Regions from separate parts of the Canis lupus genome. Here region 2 is linked to region 1. The links are chromatin contacts, called in public Hi-C maps. All regions are on one chromosome and are shown on one strand. The core of a region is the stretch at or near the end of the contact, and the rest is flanking DNA. Distances in the headings are between cores, read along the strand shown.

Region 1 (2,632 bases), core at 73-2,572:
CCAAAAAGTTCCAATAAGGGACTGAAGACCTGTCAGCGCTGCCCCTCAAGGGATGGTGTGAAGATTAAATGAAATTTTTTTTTTTTTAAAAGAACGATGTGAGCAACGGCCAGGCCCAAGAATCAAATAAAAAGGGGGGATGGAGGTGCAAGGTGATAGATGGGAAAGTTTGTGTGCACGCGTGCTCTCCTACATGAAAAAGGGTGGAGGGGTAGCCAGTTAGGACAGAGCCCAGGTGATCCTGGAGACCCGGGATCGAGTCCCACGTCGGGCTCTCCGCAGGGAGCCTGCTTCTCCCTCTGCCTGTGTCTCTGCCTCTCTCGCTCTCTCTCTCATGAATAAATAATTAAAAAAAAAAAAAAAAAAAGACAGAGCCCAGGGTGGCGGCCTCAGGAGTTAATGCCTCATCCCAAGGAAACGACAGGGAGCCATGCGAAGTAACAAGATGACATTTGATTCTTAAAAAGATTTGGAAAGGCAAGCCTGGAGGTAGGGAGAACGCTTAGGAGCCTCCTGGGCCCCGGGGGTGGGAGAGCGTGGGGGCGGGTGCGCAAGCGACATCTGCGAGGGTCCCTGGGGCTGCAGGGCCAGGCTCCGGGGCTGGGCAGCCGGACCCGTCCCCGCAGGTCCTGAGGTCGTTTAGGCGCCACAGCGACCCCAGAAGCAGGACCACAGCAGCTGGACACCGGGAGCAGCGGCCGAGATGGGGCTCCGGGGGCGCACGTCGGAAATCAGAACGCACTGAAGGCAGGTTGGGTGTCGGGGAAGCAGCTTTGGGCTGGGAGCCAGGAAACCGGGCTTTCGCTCTTTTCTTTCCAACTTTGAGCAGGTGGCAGCGGGGCAACTCGTCCCAGCTCAGCGTGCCCGCCAAACGGCAACACCGCAGATCCGCTGCGTGGGACGGAACCCGGAGAGGCGTGTGCGGGCGCTTCGGCACTGAAACCCGCAGCCGGGTTATCCAATCCTAGAGGTGACTGCATCTCACAGGAAAAAGACGCAGCCGCGTAGCTTCAGCGTAACGGCGTCTTCGACCAAATTTGGCAGCTACCCAAACCCCTACAGTCGTCGCGCTCCAAAGCTCTGCCAGCGTTTCCGCGACGCTTCGCGAAGTTTGAACCCAGCCGCTTGCCGTAGTTTCTAGTCCCCGCCCCCCGTGGACGGCGTCCCGCTCCGAAGCAAACGCTAGGCGAGGACGAGCGAGCGTGGAAATGGCGGCCTGCACCCGCCCCCCGACCCAGCGTCCCCCGCGGGCGCGCGCTCGTACGCCGGAAGGGGCGGGCCCAGGCCGGGCTATATAAATGACTGGTCGCTCGTGGCCCGACCTCTACCGGCTGTACTGGGCGGCACGATGGTACGTATCATGGCGGTTTCCTCCTCGTTGGCGCGGCGGTGGGGCTCAATCCGCGGCGCAGCGCCGCCATCTCACCTCGGCGGGGGCCGGGGGCCTGCTCCAAGAGCGCGGGGCGCTTAGCGCGATCCGCAGTGAGGCCTATTTTCTGAAAACGCGTGAGGCTTGTGGTTGGTTTGGGGCCCGCCAGGCGGCTGGCGAACGCCCGCGGGGCGGGCTCCGGTATGGAGGTCTCGAGTCCCGGATAATACCTGGGGCTCGAGCTCACTGAGTTGGTGCTAGTGTAAGCTGGAGTTCGTAGGTACGTGGGCCGGGAGGACCTTGAGTCGGGGCGCTGGGCTTGTGCCGGCACGTGGGAGGGGAGCCCGGGCTGGGGTTGCCGAGGCCCCGCGCTGACCTGCGTGGGAGGCCGGTACCACCCGTGAGGTGAGGCCTCGAGTCCTAGGAGCCACAGATGATGAACTTTCTGACGGGCGGACAGATCCTCTGTGCTGATTGTCACGTTCTGATTTGGCTCTGTGGTGGCCTTCGTGTCTGGGGCCGGCGGGGAGCCCCTTGGTCCCCGCAGCCCCCTTGTCAGGATCTGGGCTGACTGGATGGCAGAGGCACCTGTGACTTAATGACCTCACCTGGTGTGCTTTTGGCCCATTTAGAGAAGGGGAGGTTCCATCTTAAAGTTACAAAATGAGGTTTTGAGGTAAAGATTCAGTTTAGGCCGCAGGGCCTTGTGCAAGGTGAACCCAGTCCAGCCCGTAAGCACACTTGTTAGCTGGGGCGCAGGGCCTCTGGCGCGGGCTCGGCATTGTGGAGAATCCTTCGCCACTGAGGCAAGCCCGGCATCAGGAGTGAGCTACATAAGAGGGGTTGGGAGTGCTCATGTTATCTTTTCTCCCAGTCCCACAGGAAGTTCTCCGCTCCCAGGCATGGGTCCCTGGGCTTCTTGCCTCGGAAACGCAGCAGCCGCCACCGTGGGAAGGTGAAGAGCTTCCCCAAGGATGACTCTTCCAAGCCTGTCCACCTCACAGCCTTCCTGGGCTACAAGGCCGGCATGACTCACATCGTGCGGGAGGTGGACCGGCCAGGATCCAGTGAGTACAAGCGGGATCCTTCACGCTGGTTGGGGGTGGCCTGGACGGTAGTCCCGAGAGGGCAGACTTGACGGGGTGGGAATCCCCATGGGGTTTGATTAACACTAAAGACTGCGGGTGGCTGGTGTTGCTTTAGGTGGGGGGATGTACTGAAGTCAGCGTTACGAGTAAATTTTTTAACTTTTTGTAAGAGTGC
Region 2 (2,632 bases), core at 96-2,595, 360 kb after region 1:
ACTCATTCCATGATCAGCAGATATTCAGCCATGAGCCAGGCGCCCTGAGAGGTCCTGGAGAGCCAGCCTGGTCCTCAGGGGGTTTGCCGCCTAACCCTTCAGGATGCTGGAAGTACAGGTGAGGCTCTTCTTTTCAAAAGGGAGGAAGAAGAGGCCCAGGAAGGGAGGGTTATTTTTGTCTGGAGTCAACTTAGCACAAGGGTTTCGTTCTTCCTCACTCTACCCCCAGCACCTTCCTGTCCTGTCTCAGTGATTTTGTAATTTCTTGTGTCTTCCTCTTGGTGCTTTAAGAGCGAAATAACCACAGTTACCCTTAGAACACCTTACACAGGAAATGACTTCTCCCGAGCTGAGCACTTGCTGCATCTGTAAAGTTGGCCTGCGGCAGGGCTGCTGGTGTCAGGCACCATTTGACTCACTATCTGTCCATCGCACAGATCTGAGTGAGGAAGAGGTAACCAGCCCTGCCTTCTCAGTACCAAACGTACCAAACTCTCTCCTTAAAGTGGCGAAAAACGTTTGCAGTGAAACTTGGAGGCCCTGGGGGCAGACGGGGAAGTGACAGGCCCTCCTGCCACGTCTGGAATCCCCAAAATCAACCCTAAAGCGGAAAAATCAGACTCGGCTGTGAAGAGAATCTCCTAATCTCAATTTGCCTCTTTCTAAGCTGCGACTTTAAGCAGATCACTTAACACCTCTATGAACCTGTTTCCTTCTCTCTGAAATGGGCGTAGGAACGCCGGGCTAACCGGACAAAGACGCCGGCGCCAGCAGGCGGTCACGAGCCTTCCCCATCCCCGCCGGGGAGTCCGAGGGCGGACTACTCCCTGCCCCTCCAGCTGGGCCTGAGGCCAGGGGGCTTCGACTCCCCTCGCGCCCCACTTCCCTGGGCCATCGTCAGACGGGCTGTGGCGCCCCAGCCGCCCGCGGCGTTTCAGGCCTCGGGCCCGCGGCTCGCAGTCGGCTCGCGGGGCGCTGGGGCGCCGCGGCCGCAGGGCCACGGGCGGGGCGAGGCGCAGCAGGCAGCGCTCGGAGCCGGATCGGGTGTCCCGAGCCACCAGGCCGAGTCAAGTGCGCAGCCGGCCCGGCCCAGACCCCTCCCGCCGCCGCCGCCGCCGCCCCCGCGCCTCCCACGCGCGGACTCCAGGGAGGCACACCGGGCCCCCCGGGCCCACGCGGCGGGCGGAGCGAACCGGGCCTTTGTGTTCAAACCGCCCAATGGGCGGGGGCGGGGGGCGGTGACGCGGGCGGGGCCCGGCCAATGGGCTGCGGCCTGTCAGCGTTGATTGGCAGGCGCACACATACACACTCGGCCACGCGCGCGCCGGCCGGCCCCACTCGCGCAGCGCGGTTGTGCGCGGGTCGCATTGTCTGCTGCGCCGTCCCGCCCGCTGGCCTCGCCCCGCTCCGCCGCTCCCCGCGCGCCCCGGGCCCCTCGCCGAGCGCGGCTCGCGGGATTCCGACGCGGGAAGGGGGCGCGCCCGGGCGGCGCAGCGGGCCTCGGACGCCCACGGCCCCGCACGGAGCAGCCGCGGCAGCAGGTAACCGCCGGCCGTGGGCCTCTGGCGGGCGGGCGAGCGGGGCAAAGGGTGGTGGGCCGGCCGCGCCCGCCTCTCCGCGGCGCCCGGGCCCAGCCCGACCCCGGGGTCATCGTCGGGCCGCTCCGGCCAGGGCCCAGCTGCCCAGGCCTGGTCCTTCCTCCCCGGGCCAAGCTGGGCCGCGCTCCAGCCCCACCCGGCGCACGCCCCTGGGCCGGTGGGGAAGGGCCAGCGCGGGCCGGGCCGGCCGCCCTGACTCATCCCCGCAGCCCGCCCCCTGGCCGGCCCGCAGGGCGGATGTCTCCAGGCGGGACTTCCCCGGGCACAGCCTCCCGAGAGGAGGGGAGCAGAAGCGGGCTCCCTCCGACCGGCCCAGGGCAGTGCCTGTGTTTTCGTGCCAGGCAGGCGGTTTCCAGGGACAGGCAGTTCTCTGCCTCTGCCTGTCAGACTCTGGGAATAGGAGGAAGGCCCATTTTGTTCCGTTCTTAAAAAAAGAAACCAAACAAATAGGAGGCGGGAGTGTGACTTAGAGCAGAATCGCAGGGAAGGCGCGTGGTTGCTTAAAAAAAAAAAAAAATCAAAAGTCCCATCTCTGCAGGTTCAGTTAGGGAAGATGGAGAAGGGAGTTAGCACCTGCAGCGTTTTACAGGCCCCATGAGGGAAAGTAGTGTGAAAACGCCCCGTGGAAGACGCCCAAGATCTGGGTTAAGTCTGAAGACTGGCTGGGTACTGCCGTAGAAGTTTGTGGAGAGGGTGTGGGGAAAGGTGGAGTTGAGAAACGGAAGTGGTTCACCTCAGAAGTGAGGAGGGATACTTAAAGGGTTTCTGAACTGAGTGTGAGTGTGTTGGTGAGGGTGGAGTCTTCTGATATGCAAAAGATCTGAGCTCCCAGAGGCTCTTGTTTTGTTTTGGAGGATTCAGACTTTGACCGTTCTCATCTTCTGAAACCCAGACTCGGTTGCAAACTGTTTCATGATGCGGGGACTACAGGAGAGACTGGGAGGGTGGAGAAGGGTGCCGACTGCTGACAGTTTCCTACCACGCCCCACCCCCCAGACCCCCACCCCATACACCTCCCTCTGAATATTTATATT

The links. A called contact is a pair of places that touch in the nucleus more often than the background predicts.
Region 2: a Hi-C map of blood shows a contact between it and region 1, with 4 times the contacts expected there. The contact joins the promoter of SUN2 here to the promoter of RPL3 in region 1. A contact is called at or near these places in 3 of 9 Hi-C or Micro-C datasets (amygdala and blood).

Annotation. Positions count from the first base shown.
Region 1 is chr10:26,699,426-26,702,057 of UU_Cfam_GSD_1.0, forward strand. It overlaps RPL3 (ribosomal protein L3), which reads left to right and starts at 1,323. Exons shown (of 10, transcript NM_001252159.1): 1 at 1,323-1,351; 2 at 2,244-2,436. The coding sequence starts at 1,349. It overlaps LOC102152031 (a long non-coding RNA gene), which reads right to left. Exons shown (of 3, transcript XR_005365576.1): 3 at 439-2,632. It overlaps LOC119873833 (a small nucleolar RNA gene), which reads left to right and starts at 1,798; the gene lies at 1,798-1,861.
Region 2 is chr10:27,054,458-27,057,089 of UU_Cfam_GSD_1.0, forward strand. It overlaps SUN2 (SUN domain-containing protein 2), which reads left to right and starts at 1,346. Exons shown (of 18, transcript XM_038550544.1): 1 at 1,346-1,541.